2 separate regions of the Ovis aries genome follow, and region 1 is linked to region 2. Evidence: chromatin contacts called from public Hi-C data. All regions are on one chromosome and are shown on one strand. The core of a region is the stretch at or near the end of the contact, and the rest is flanking DNA. Distances in the headings are between cores, read along the strand shown. Region 1 holds the start of ARL6IP4 (ADP ribosylation factor like GTPase 6 interacting protein 4). Region 2 holds the start of PITPNM2 (phosphatidylinositol transfer protein membrane associated 2).

Region 1 (6,808 bases), core at 1,850-4,349, 160 kb after region 2:
GTCCCGACGTATCCCCACCCGCCCTTGCTGTCCCTGCTCCATCGGGCCTGAGTGTGCTCTGTGTACTGTGTTGTCATCTGTTACACTGATTAAAGAAGCAGGAAGGCTTCCTTCTGGGTCTCAGTACTGCGCCGGCCACCAGAGCACTGGGGGTGGGGGCTGGGTGGGGGGTGCAGCCTGCCCTAGGAGGTAAAGGCAGTCCTTCCCAGGACACAGTGTCAGCTGTGCTCACAATACCAACACACTCCCATGGGCCTTCTCTCTGCTGGGCTTCCTTCTAGCCCCTTCCTGGGTATGAACTCACTCTGTCCTCACAGCAATCCAGTGATGAAAATGGGTGCTGTCAGCCTCTGCCTCACAGAGGACACAGCCTGTGAGCTGGGCCAGGACTCCTCCCAGGCCAGCAGGACTCTCTTATCTGCAGAGTTAACAGCAAGGGTAGCAGCCTCCCTCCAGGCCTGAGGAAATCAGCTTAAGAGCCGAGGGTTTGGGATTCAGCTGGGGTGGAGTGGGGCTCTGGTCCAGGCCGGCTGACCTGAGGGTGAGGACCGCAAGAGTAGCTGGTGTGTGCCCCCCACCAAAGCTCCCAGAGTCCTTATCTTTGCCCTGAAGTCGGGTTGCCTCCTTCCCTCCCCCTCAGCACAAAAAGCAACAACACAGAAGATGTCTCCAACCAGGGAACATTTAATATCTGGGAAGGTGCGCTCTTTCGGGAGATGGGGGAGCTGACTTGGCCAGTGACCCCCGACCTCCACTCCCTGCATTGCAGAGGAGGCTGGGCCAGAGGCTGGTCTGCAGGAGAAAGAACACCCAGCGGGCTCCCCACTGTCCACCCTGAGGCCAGCCTCCAGGTCGTGCCAACACCATGTGTAGCAGGCCTTGGATGGGGGCCACGGGGGCCTCAGGGCAGGAGCCCTGCTCTCATCTGGAAGGCCAGGCCGTCCCCTCGGGTGGCTTGCTGGGGAAGAAAGCACACAGGAGGGGATAGGTCAGAAGAAGAGCTGGGGGTGGGCCTGGGTAAGGGGGCGACACCCACCTTATTGATCTCTCTCTGTCGTTCCTTGGTGACGATTTCTTCTAAGACCTCGCCGTCTCCCTTAATGAGCCTGGGGATGGGAGTGGGCAGGCTGAGCCTCTTAACTGAGAGGCCAGAGCACCAGAACCAGAAGCACCCGGCAGAGGGGTGCCAGGCCCAGGCCCCACCACCTCCTTGAGCAGGCTGCCACACCCTGCTGGCCACTCCCACTCCTCCCTCCTCACCTCCCTCCCTTGCCACAGAGATGAGGACAGAGGGTAGCTCTGCCATCAGACAGGCCAGCTGTGGCTCTTTGAAGACCCTCCCTCAAGGCCTTTCCAGCCCCTGCAATTGCCTACTTCAGCCAATAGGGAGCAATGGCCTGAGAAGTCTCATCAACAAGGGACTTTTCCCCTGGTCGTCAGCCTGTTTAGAGCAGCAGCAGCCCCCATCCCTCCTCCTGAGAGTGCAGTCTGGGGCCAGCGTGCCCCACCTGGTGCGTCCTGTCTCCGGGTCCACCACCTTGCGGATGACGCTCTGCCGGGCATCCCACTCCTCCTTGGTCATGGGCTTCATGGCCTGGATGCGGGACTTCTGCTCGTCCGTCAGGACTGGAAGGTAAGATGGCAGGGAGGCGGTGGCAGAGCCTCAGGGAGAGGACCCTCCCCGCCCTGCACAGCGGGCAGCGCAGTACCTGGGCCATCCTCTTCCTCCTTGGCTGCTCTGTGCCACTGGTCCAGCGAGGGTCCGGGCAGAGCCTCAGCCTGCTGCATTCTGGCCTTCTCCTTGCCTCTCTTCTTCAGCTTCTTCTTCCTTTTCTTCTTCTTCTTCCTCTTCTTGTCCTTGTGCTTCCCCCGCTTCTTCCGGCCATCGCTGGAGGAAGAGGAGGAGGACGAAGAGGAAGAGGAGCTAGAAGAACTGGAAGAAGAGGAGGAGGAGCTGGATCGTGGTCTCCTCCGGGCCTTGTGCTTGCTTCTCTCTGTGATGCAGGGAGAAGGTGAGGCTGGAAGGCCAGGAGGGGAAGAAGTAAACCTTCGTCCCCTTGCTCTGGCCTATAGCAGGCTCAGGCTGACTACCTCCTGGCAGGGCTTCAGCACGCTGTGGAGAGGCACTTTCTCGACGCCGCACACTGTCTGCCCAGGAGCAAGGTGGCCAGCACCCACATCTTAGGCCCTGCTACACCAAAATTATGATAAAGTGCTCGCTTCACTCCGTATTCAATGGGTTGGCCCAGCCCCTGGATTCTGAGGATTCTGAGCGTCTTTCATTCCAGATAGCGAGGACACTCTTGTGTCCCTCTGAATAGTGCTCCCTGCGATTTTCCAAAAGTCAGTCTGGAGAAGCCCTCCCGACTGCCTGCAACTTCCTCCCTGAAGTTCCCTCATCCCTTTCCCATTCCCTCTGGTCCTCACCCTCAGCCCCAGAGGAGGTGATGCTGGCCTTGCGGCTTTGGGATCTCGAAGCCGAGCAGCTCCTCCGGGCGTCCTTACTGCTCTTCTTCCTTTTCTTTTCCGACCCTCGCCCCCGGGAACGGCTGCGACTCCTAGAGCGCTTGCGGGAGCCGACGTGAGCCATAGCGCCGCGAACTGCACACACGAAGGCACACTTAAACTCGGGATCGATCACGGGGCCGGCCCGCAGACTGGGTTCCCAGGGAGGCTCTACTCTGGCCGAGTCGACCAGATTCGGCCTGGTCTTCTGCGGCCTGGCACCCATCACTACCCGGGGCAGCGTTGTTGAGGGGGAGTTGGAGCAACCTTGCGATCCTCACCCGCCCCCAACCCCGGGTAACCCAAGTTCTCCGCGGACTCCCGGCTCCTCCGCTGCGGCCCCTTTAAGGGTCCGCCCCCACGCGGACGCTTCACGGCTGCGCGCGCAGCTCAGGCGCCTCTAGGAACGGCCGCGCTCCTCAGATGCCAGGTGCGTTCCTCTTCCCTTTCCACGTGCGCCTACCCTTCACCCCGCGCCCTCCGCGGCCTTGCCGCCTCAAAGAAAGTCCCCGGGGTTGCTCTGCTCCCTCTTCAACCGCCCATCCGGCGGGACCGCCAACCCTGCACCACGCCTTCGAGTGAGGAAGCAACGGCTGGGTGACTTCCGGCCCAGGGCGGTGCACTGGGAGGCTGTCCGGCCGCGAAGCGAGGCGCTGCTGCCTTTAGTTCTGAAGCCCCAGGTTCCGTCTGTGGGGCAGCCCAAGAAACCGAGTCTGGCGCGCTCACCTCCCAGAGAGGCGAGCTGGGGCTCCAGGCTTCCGCCTCTAGGGGGAGCTCCCGGACGAGAGACCTGCTCGCCAGCCTGGTGCCAGTCCCAGAGCTCACAAGCCCTTTGCCGCAGCTATGCCCTCTCCCATCTTTAGCCTATTCGGTCGGCCCGCAGCAGCCCCAGTCCCTGTGAAGCCCAGGGGAGGAGGCCACTGTGGATTTTCTGCGGACATGTCCACACCAGCAGGCCGTGAGCTCCAGAACCTTGGTCTTTCCGATGTCTGCATTCAGTAATACAGAGGTCACAAACTCAGACGTCCATAGAAACCAGAAAGTTCACAGCAACCTATGAGGGACCCCTGTGAGGGAGTGTACCACAGGCCTCGAGAGTCTGGTCTCCCTGTTTTCTGCAGTGTGGACTGGGGCCGGATATTTCCAGATCTTCCCACTTTGCCAGGGGAGTCCAAACTCAAGATTTCAACATGGAAAACTCTCCCAAACATAGCATCGCTGCATGCCTCCTCCAGTCTTGGGGCCACCGAGTTGCAAACTCTTTGATAGTAATGACAGCAGCAAACCCAGAGGACTGTTGTAAATTGCTTTATAAATGGGAAGTCATTTGATCCTCAAAACAGCTCTAGGACATCGGTACTTTCCAGGAAAAAAGACTAAGGCAGAGAGAGGCAGGTGGCTTACCCAGTTACAACTGGAAGTGGCTGAATCAGAATTTGAATCCAGGCAGTCTGGCTCCAAGTTCCTGCTTCTAATCTTTCTGCAGTAACCCCTCCATACCATCCAGAAGATGGAGGTGACCCACCCAAATCCCCTTAGAAGACATGTGCACTCGACCTTAGCCATGGTGTCTGCTGCTGACACCCCACACCTTTACCCTGCTCTGGAAGATTTCCTTGGCCACTGGGAACCATGCTGCCCTGGAGGTGGATGTTTGGGAAGTTACTCACCCACTCCATACCCTGAAACACCCCATAGCCAATAACTGCTGTTGGGGGCAAACTGTGCTTCAATTCATGCTCCAGAGAGCCCTGTGGGATTGGGCTGAAACTGGATGCTGTGTCAAACCATCCTGATCCAGCTCCTTCCTGCCCTGTCCTGCTCCTCCCTGGAGCACTCCCTCCTTAAACCACATGCACAGGAATTCCTGTCTCAGGCTCTGGTCTACAAGCCTGACCTAAGCCAGCCTGTCTGCTGAAAGAATGACCCAGAAGCCTGTGTGTCCTCTTGAATCAAGAAGTGCTGAGGGCTGCAGGGTGTTTATTTCTGTCCTTGCCCGCCACACTGGCCCTGGCCAAGCTCAAGTTAGGGCACACACATCCACTGTGGCGGGCTCCTCGCGGGTGAAGCCATCACCGAAGCCCTCGTCGTCCACCAGGTCAGGCTTGCGGCAGCACATAGGGCAGAGGCGGTTGCGCACGGCTGAGGCCCGGAGCCAGACGACCAGGTTCCAGCGCTCACCGGTGCCCAGGGGCCGGGCCCCGTGCAGCTGGCCCCCACGGTGCAGGAGGCCCTGGCCCACCACGTGCTCCACCTCCAAGGGCTTGGCCAGGGTTGAAGGCACCTGTGGACAGTGGAACTCAGGCCTGGGTACTCACAGTGGCTCTGGCCCAGCCCCACGGGTTACACACACTAACCTGGAAGAGATCCCCGAAGTAGAGGGCACCCCCTGTGAAGGCCTTGCCCAGGGACACATTGAGGGTGAGCTCGGCATTATCGTAGTGGCAGCCTAGCTCACGGTCTTGGCCGGGTGCGTATTTGACCACAAAGGCCCGGTGGCTGTCTAGCCAGCCCCCGCCACAGTCTGGATACAGCAGGGCCATCAGCGGCTGGAGGAAGCGCTCCCGCAGTGGTGTTACCAGCGGTTCATCCAGGCCTAGCTCATGTAGCAACACCTGGGGGTGGGGGAGCTCAGAATTAGCAGGGAAGCTTGTAGGGCCTGTCCCTGGGTCCCTGGGGGAGTCCCTCACTAAGGACAGTGCTGAGTGCTGTGCAGACATCATCAACCTGCTTAACTTCATAATAATACTGCCTGATTTCATCTTACAGATGGTGAGACCAAGGCTTGGAGGAGGTCTGCGCTGGGAACACGTCTCCCCAGACGGAGGTCCCTGCCTCCTTGTGCTGGCGGGGTGGAGCCTCACCCACCCCATAGTTGTTCATGGTGTTGGGTCTTCCCTTGGGCATGTCTGACTGCTCGAAGTGCTCCAGCTCCTCCAGCAGGGCCTGGCAGAAGGGCGCTGTGAACACCGGCAGCCGGTAAATTCGCTTCTCCTCTGTGGAGGGAGAGGGAGCAATGGTTGGTTAGCCGGGATCTAACCTTTTCCCTTCCCCCCCGCCTCAGTCTCCTCATCTGTAGAATGGGGATGACGTGAGTACTCACCTTGTGATGATTAAATGGGCTCTTGTGATGATCAAATGACATAACGTGTGCGGCAAGGGTGCCCTATTCTTGGACCCCTCCGCACCACTCATCCCTAGATCCTCACCCTGCCCTGAGGTCTGACCCCCAAATTCAGATGTGCATCCTGGCTGGCCACCCCTCCCCGCCAGCTCCAGGTCCTGGCAGGTTTGGGAGACTTCACTCTTGCCCTGTCCTTCAGGTCTCAGGATGGGGAACTGCTCCCCATTCCCACCCCCCCTGCTAACCCTGGGGCAGGTCTCTCACCATCCCTTGCTGACCCGAGCCCACACTTGTCTCAACCATCCCCTCATTAACGTCTTCAGTCACCGCAGTCTGAGGCTGGCTTGTGCCTGGTGCATAGCACGGAATCACTGATCCCTGTGGTGGATGCATGTGCAAGTGAGTGAATACAGATGCCCTCCTCCTGACAGTGCCATCCTAGCCCTCTTCTCACTCCTGCTGGTTTCACTTTTAGAGGCAGATATGGTGGGTGAAGGGACCCCCGTCTGCCACCCCCAGTCCTGCCCAGTAGCAGGCCAAGACCTCACCTGACACTGTCTCCACCCGCTGAAGAAGGCCCTTAAGGTCTGCGCCTGACGATGCACTGTATTCAGCTGCAGCCAGAAATTCGGGGGCCAAAGTGGCCTCCTGGGGGCAGAACACACCAGCCATGGGGCAGACAGCCCCCAGGCCCGGATGCCTCCACCTCCTTCCAGTAACCTGCCCCCTGCCAGGTACCTGCAGCAAGTTGTAGACCTCTGGCCGTGCTGGGCGGTAGGAGCTGGCAATGAGGGCTTTCCTGGCAGCCGACTCCGGCCCCAGCCGCCGCCGCCGCTCCACCTCCTGCTCAAGCTGGGGTGACACAGGGCCTGGTTACCAGAATGGGGCCTCCCATCCCTCCCAAGGCCATCGTACAGATGAGGAAACAGGCTCAGGAAGCTCAAGGAAAGGCCAGAGCTGGAAGCCCAGTCTTCCTATGTTCCTGACTATGCCAGGGTAAATGGCAGGTGTTACACCGTTAGTTGAAGGGGATTCCTTCCAGAAGGGGGCCCATCCCACTGAGGGCTGCACCAGTTTGGCTGGATTGAGACCTATCGCTGCACCTTCACCAGCTAGGCCCAACCAAGGAGGAGAAACAGAGTCCTGGTTAAGTCTTGTGTTCCAGAGGCTGCAGATGGC
Region 2 (7,252 bases), core at 345-2,844:
CATGACCAATACAGTAAGAAATCTGCTTCCTGTAGTGCTGCTGACATTAAAGACCAGTCCTTGTTGCAGTTTTTAAATCAAGTCAGATGCTAGAGTGATGAAATTTGTAAGCTCTGCAAGAGCAGGGACCATCTCTTTGCATATAGGCACTGAATAAATATTTGTGGATACAAACATCTGTGCTATCAGTGTGTTTATTCCTGCTGGCCAGTTGTGGGCTCTGGTTTTTAATGGTGTTAAGTCCTCTGAGTTACTGGTTTGGGAGCAGGTACCGCAGGGTTACAAGGGCAGCTGTCCAGGGCCTCTGTTCTGACTGGCCTACAGGCAGAGAGCCTCACTCCAGAAATCTATATGCTCTGAAAACTTTTTTTTTTTTTACCTTTATCAAAAAAGTAAAGGTCAAGGCAGAAGTAGCAGTGAAAGGACCTGTCACCCAGTTTGGCTTCCACAGATCCTCAGGCAAGGAGGACACCTGTGTAGGAGATAGACGATGACTCAATCCCTGGCCTACTCAGAACAGCAGCTGGGGCTGGAAACCTTTACTGGGTCTTAGGGTGCCTCTTGGTGGAGGGAAGGAGTTGGCCCATTCAGTGTCCAAGGAGATTGGACGGCCTTTGGTCTGGGTTGTTCCTCTCTGACTTGATCTGAACTCATCTTGGGCTGCTTTTAACTTCACCTTACACTTGCCCTCCCAAGGGGAAGGCTCCCTGCCTCCTTTCAACCTGAGAAAGTGATACTTGGTGATAAGTAAACTACTCCTAGGTTTGGGGTGTGCCCTGTTTAATTCAGTTACTTCAAATCTTTATAAAGCCATCCTTGCTTAATCTAAATATATACTTCATGATTTAAATAGCACTCAGTACCCTCTTGGTCCAACTGGAGTGTCCAGTCTGGTCGGAATATCAAGATGAAGCTATTTCTGATCCTCTGCCAGTTCCTTCTTGAGGTCAGGGGCTAGATCTTACCCTCTGGCTACTATGACTGCCACGCCTTCTGATTGCCAAAGAGCATTTTCATTTTTTGGTCCAGACCATATTTGGTGTTCTGAGGAGAGAACTCCTGGTTGCCTCTATTTCTGCAAATCGGGTTGGTAACGGATAAAAGCACCAGGTGTCAAGGTCTGGACTTCCATTGACTACCTTTGGTTTGCCCACACATTCCAAATGCCTTCCTTAGTGTTCCGCTGCTCGTTCCCCTTGATTTTGTTATCTTACTCCCAAAGGACTCAATTTTTCCTTTTTTTTTTTTCCCCCTTTTCTGTAAATCTGCTCATTCCTTTCCCCTGGTAGTGTTGGGGTGGTGGTGGTGGGGGAGAGTGTTTCCTGGCAAGTGAGGCTCACAGTATTAAAAGGGCCAAGAGGTCGTGGGCCGGGGCCTCCCCTCATGGAAGTGACCTCCAGGCCTTTCCCGGGGTCGCCCGGGCGAGCGCAGACCTGACGCCCGAGCCGGGCCAAGTTTGTCGGGGTTTCTCCCGGCGGAGGCTGGCCCTCGCGGCGGGCGGGCGGGCGGAGGCGGCGGGCGGCTCCGCGCGTGGCCTGACGGAGGCGCAGGCCCACCGCCGAGTGAGGGAATGCGAGGCGGGCCCGGCGCGCACGGGCAGCAGCGGCCGCTGGGGCGCGCGGGGCACGGCGGCGCCGCCGTGTAGAGCTGTCAGGCCGGTCCGCGGGCGCGCCCGGCCCCGCGCCCCGCCGGCCGCCGCCTCCATCCCCGCCCGCGGCCCCCGCTCCGAGCGCCCAGACCCGAGGCGGCCCGCACGTGCGCCCGCTCGCCGCCCGCCCGCCGACGGTCGGGGAGCATGCCCGCGGGAGCCCGGCCGCTCGCCCGGGGCCAGCTGGCGGCGGCGGCGGCGCGTGGAGCCGCGGGGCGCAGCCGGCCGGGCCGGGGCCACCGGGCCGGAGTCTCCCGGGCCGCGTGAGGCGGCGGCGGCCCAGCGCGGCCGAAGAGGACGGAGCAGCGCCGTGCAGAGCGGGGTGAGTGTCTCGGCTGCCCGGCCGGAAGGCGGCGCGGCTGGGCCCCCTCCTCAGGGCCGCAGCGAACCCCGGGGTGGGGGCGGGCTCGGGGGCGGGGGCGGGCTCGGGGCGGGGACCCCCCCCCTCACCGGCCGGGCAGGCGGCGGCTCCCGGAGGCCCCGGCCCGCCCTCCTGGTCGGTGCGCGGAAAAGTGGGAGACCCGGGCCCCCAGCCCCGCGCTGGGAGGAGGGTGTGGCGCGCCGGGACCGGGGCTGAGGAAATCCGCCTCCGACGCCCCTACCCCAAGCACGGGCCCTCCGGATTCGGGGGGTGAGGGGCCCAATGCTAATTCCGAATTTCCGTCGGTTCCGGCTGGGGCGCGGAGGGCTCCCCTCCCCCAGTGACAAGTGTCACGGCGGCGCAGGGGCAGGTGTGTGTGCGGTGCTGGGCCTGCCCCGGCCGGCCCGCGCTCCTGACCGAGGGGTCGGGAGGAAGTGGTGGCCACAGCCCTCCGGCCAGCCCTCTGTGCTTCTCTCCTCCTCCAGCCCTGGCCTGCCTGGGTGGGTACCCGGGGCCTAAGCGTGGGGTGTGGCCCTCAGAGAGAGGGGGCCAGGACTTGGAAGAAGTGCTCCCAGGTGTCCCCCTCGCTGGAGGAAAAATCTAGCCAATCTCCATCCTGTGAGTCGCCCTTTCCTGTTGTAAAACCTGCGGTGCCAGCTCTGTGTCTGAGCAGCCATCTGCCTTCCTATCCCTCTCAGCTTTTCTTATGGGGTAGGGGGCCGGGGGCGTGCAGGGCCGCTGGGTGACTTGGGGAGGACAAAACTCTTGAGTCCCCCATCCCCCATAACGTGCAGCTAATTCTCTCTTAGGGAAACCTCCGATGGACGTTCTGAGTAAATAGAGTGTGTTTGCTAGGCAAATGTCATTTCAAGGCAAATCTTCTGGCTCTATCCCCTTTCAACGCATTTGCTGCCCTCTACATAAATCCTAGATTCCTCATCCTACATTCCTGTCCCTACCTCTTAAATATGGGGTAGGGCAGAAAGCCTCAGGCCTGCCCACCTCCTCCCCTCTAGAATCAGAGTTCTTCAGAGGGGACCTCCTTTGAGCATCTTTCTCCAACCACTGCTAGCTCTCTCCCCAGTTCCCATAGGGGAGCTGTTGGGGTGGCCGGCTAGACCCCTCCCTCCTTTCTGAAGGGAATGCTCCCCTTCATTTGAGTCTTCCCCATGGCCAAGCCCCTAGTGTGACTCATCTCTGCTCTGAACTCCCATTGCACCTTATCTGGGTCTCTTGTGTGACTCTTATCACCACCTGCCTTATTTTATAGTTACTTTTGTGTCTGGCTTATCTCCCCTGCTGGATTGTCAGCTCCTGGAGGATGGAGGTGGGGTTTGATTCATCCCTGGTCCTGCATCCTGGGTACTGTCAGCATTAGTGTCTGGATGGAGTAGAAGTCCCCACCCCGGGGGACTCTATCTTTAGCTTTAGCTCTGGAACCCTACCTTATCTGACTCCTGGACTGTCCCTGTTAAATTCTACGCTGGCAATTAGAAGAGACTCCCAGCCCTCTTCCTTTGCAGAGAGAAACACCATGAGTTAGGAAGGGCTGTTTTTCTTGTTGAGAGTGACTTGCCAAATGACTAGGACAATACATGCTCTGCTATGAGGATGTCCAGGCACAGACTGTGGGCTCTCTGGGCCCTGGGTGTAGAATGGACTTCTCTCTTTGGCCTTCCGCATTCGTCGGGCATGGGAGGCAGTAGAGAACCAGACTGGGATTCAAGGTTCCAGGCCTGGCCCTCCCATAACGTCTGTAACTAAGTTACCAGGTTTCTCTTGATCTTGGTTGGTCCTTTCTTATGGAATCTGAAAGAAAATTCCTCTCCTTCTATGAGGCCCTATAGGATCTGGGCCCTGCATCCTCTGCCTTTTTGACTGTTCATTACGGAGATCCAGGCTTGTCTTCACTGGCCTTCCCAGGTGGAGTCCATCACCTCCACCTTTGTGCCCCATGCTAATTCAACTTACCAGGAAGAATGGCAGTTGAATGGCAGTTGAATGTTATCCTGTGACTCCCTGCTAGGCTGAGCTCCTAGGGGAGCAGGGGTTGGCCCTAAATCTCATTTCTCTGCCTCTCCCGTGCCTGGCACATGGGAGGCTCTAGGGAAAAGGTCTATGGGATAAAGGTGAGAAGCTAAGAGCCCTTGTTCCAGTTGACTGTACATTCTCTCTCACAGGGACCCAATTTTGCCTTCCTTCCTATCTAGAGGCCTGTTTTAAAACCAGGCAGATGGGGACCTCCCTGGCAGTCCAGCGCTCAAGACTGTGTTTCCACAGCAGGGGGCTCGGGTTCGATCCCTGATTGAGGATGTTCTGCAAGCCGTGAGGTGCAGCCAAAGAAAAAAATACATAAATGAAATGAAAGCAGGCAGATGTTCTCCTCACCATCCCATCCCGTTCAGGCTTTCTAGCTTAGTCTCTGAGAAGAGCCAGCCATGGAGAACGATGCCGTTCATCTGTAGAGATTAGAAGGGGAAACTTCTGGTGCTTCGAGATCTCTGCCTGGCTGCTTTTGGAAAAGACAGTGGAGTAGAGGGTGGGGGTGTGTACGCTCTGTTGCGGAAGGCCAGTGATCTCATGCCTGTGTCCTCAGCCATGGGCAGGAAAGGTGAGCCATCCTGAGTGAGCAGTCACATGCTTCTAGGCCCCTTCCCCACCCCTTCTCAGCCTTGTGGACAGCCCTCCCGAAACCTGCCCACCAGGACCCCCTGCCAATGGACACCGATGTAGTTATTTATTAAAGTGGTATTTATTTGTTTTTAAAATGAAGGTTTAAAAAATTATTTATTTTATTTTTGGCTGTCCTGGGTCTTCGTTGCTACGTGGACTTCTTTCTAGTTGTGGTGAGTGGGGGCTGCTCCCTAGTTGCCGTCTGTGGCAGTGGCTTCTCTTGTTGCCGAGCACAGGCTCTAGGGCTTTCGCACTTCAGTAGTTGCTGCACGTAGGCTCAGTAGTTTTGGCGCACGGGCTTAGTTGCTCCAAGGCATGTGGGATCCTCCTGGACCAGGGATTGAACCCGTGTCCCCTGCACTGGCAGGCAGATTCTTAACCACTGGACCACCAGGGAAGCCTCGCTAAGTGGTCTTCAAATGACCTCTCTGCGTCCTTCCATCAGTGTTCATTAGGCTCTCACTAGGTACCCAGGATGTTACCAAGTAGTGCCCCGGTAGCCACGGCAAATCTTTGTCCGCTCTGCTCTAAAACCCGGGGTAATGAGCAAAGGGCATTGCTCCCTCTCTGCTCAAGTCTTCTCAGAGCGTGTATGAAAAATTGATTTTAGAATTTAGAAGCCTTGCCTCCCCTGTGTGCAGGGAAAGCAGTTTGCTTCCTCTGATCATGGGAAGGAAGATGGGGAAGGAAACATGTTTGGGATGTGTACTGCATGTACAGCGTGCCCAAGGCTGCCCCGTGCACCCTGCAAGTGAGGTGGTGTTCGCCCTCCTTTCTCCCAGAGAAAGACACTGAGACACAGAGAGGTCAACCCACTTGCCCAGAGGCTCTGTGGGTTCCTACCCAATTCTGCTGGACTCTGCTCGTTGCACCTGCACTGTATTTCTGACTGATTCAGGTCGCCTCCTCTTCCCTGGCTTCCAGGACGCTGGAAGGACAACCCGACATATTCATATAGAGACTATATTCACTCACCCTCGTAGTCAGCATACTATTTCTACTTTACTGTCTATGTGCGTATATTAAGTATATTTAAACATATATACATATGTTTAAATCTGCCTTTATAAGTCATCACAAAGGGTTTCTGGAAAACTGGACATATAAAGAGTTGAATACGATAAGTAACATTGAATGTAAAACTTCGACTCACGGTGTGGTTAGGGAGATTCGCCCCACGGGTAACACGGGGCATGCTGTGGCTTAAACAGCAGGCAGGGTTCAGAGGAGGAGACGCCCTTTCTGGGTAAGGCGGTCAGAGTTGACTTCCTGGAAGAGGTGGGATTTGAAGGAGGCCTTGAAGAATGGGCGGAGTTTTGATAGTCACAGCACCTGGAAAGGTGTGTAGAATTTAGAGTTTCAAATCTGTGGTTATCACCAGGGCCCTTCCAGAAAAGGTTCCTGTGGAAAAGGAGAGAAAATGGCAAGGCTGGTGGTGCCTTTTCAGGTCTCCTCCAGCCTTGCAGGATGCTCTGGGAACACTGGAGCCTTGAGGACTGTGCCCCGTCAAGGATGAGTGATCCCAGAGAAGAGAAGCGACTTGCCCAAGGCCTGCCCCGAAACCTGGAACCCAGGTCCCTAATTCCCAGCTTGGTGTGGGCTCTTGTTACTGGCGGGGGTTGACGACGGGCAGCAGCCCTGAACATCGGTCCTTTGTTCCTGTAAAGTGGGTACAGGGGTACTGCCTTCCTCACTCCCAGGCTGGCGAACACCAAGAGAAAGTCCTGCGAAATTGTCATGACCAAAGTCAGAAAGAGCTGTGTTGGAGAGGAGGGCTGGCATTTTCTTCAGTTACTCATATTAACAACTGCCCTTGCCAGAGGAGGGAAACCAGATTAACCAACAGGCAGGGTTCCGGCAGCAGACAAATCAAACCCAAGCAAGCGCCTTGGGGAAGAGCATCGAGAAAGCAGTTTCAAGACTTCCCTGGTGGTCCAGGGCTTAAGACTCCAAGCTCCTGATGCGGGGGGCCAGAGTTCGATCCCTGGTCAGGGAACTAGATCCTGCCTGCCACAGCTGCACATGCTGCAGGCACAGCCAAATAAGTTTTTTTTTTTTTTTTTAAAGCCCTCATTGTAAAAAAAAAATGATATTTTTTTTAAAGAGAGAAAGCAGTTTCACACCCTCTTTTTGCTGAAATCCAGCATCTTTCTCAAAGCTTTTCCTCCGAGAGCCCTAAACCCACAGTTCCATTTCCCTTTTGTGGGATGGTGTGGGGAGTTGGTGGTGCAGGGGAAAGACAGAGAGTTATTAAAAGAAGCCCGAGGACTTGGGGATCCCAAGGCTGATTCCCATCCCATGGTAATGCTGACCGGATGGGTGTGGACATGTCAGCCTTCAGCTGTGTGGGGCGGTGGCCCATCAGGGCAGAAGGTCTTCAAGTGTAATATAATACATCCCAGGTCACGTGTGCACACAGTCCAGGTCCAGTTCTGGCAGTTCTGCTCTTTAGGGAATTTCAGAGTTAGGTTCCTGCCAGCCTCTGGCCACAGCATTTGTCCCTGACCAATAGAAAACTCTTTTTATGTGTGTTTCTTACTTAATATATGTTACTGATTCACTGGGCTTCC

What was found. Hi-C and Micro-C count contacts between places; a contact is called where the count stands out from the background.
Region 1: a Hi-C map of tail adipose tissue shows a contact between it and region 2, with 4 times the contacts expected there. The contact joins the promoter of ARL6IP4 here to the promoter of PITPNM2 in region 2. A contact is called at or near these places in 5 of 16 Hi-C or Micro-C datasets (blood, hypothalamus, liver and 2 more).

The regions. Positions count from the first base shown.
Region 1 is chr17:52,591,635-52,598,442 of ARS-UI_Ramb_v3.0, forward strand. ARL6IP4 (ADP ribosylation factor like GTPase 6 interacting protein 4) reads right to left here and starts at 3,100. Exons shown (of 6, transcript XM_027956445.3): 1 at 2,969-3,100; 2 at 2,428-2,601; 3 at 1,710-1,994; 4 at 1,509-1,626; 5 at 1,037-1,106; 6 at 665-958. The coding sequence starts at 2,590. The coding sequence ends at 902. It overlaps OGFOD2 (2-oxoglutarate and iron dependent oxygenase domain containing 2), which reads right to left. Exons shown (of 5, transcript XM_060401131.1): 3 at 5,374-5,501; 4 at 4,863-5,120; 5 at 3,798-4,789. The coding sequence starts at 5,412. The coding sequence ends at 4,526. It overlaps PITPNM2 (phosphatidylinositol transfer protein membrane associated 2), which reads left to right. Exons shown (of 28, transcript XM_060401114.1): 28 at 1-110.
Region 2 is chr17:52,431,826-52,439,077 of ARS-UI_Ramb_v3.0, forward strand. PITPNM2 (phosphatidylinositol transfer protein membrane associated 2) reads left to right here and starts at 1,595. Exons shown (of 28, transcript XM_060401114.1): 1 at 1,595-1,970. It overlaps MPHOSPH9 (M-phase phosphoprotein 9), which reads left to right. Exons shown (of 22, transcript XM_060401124.1): 22 at 1-174.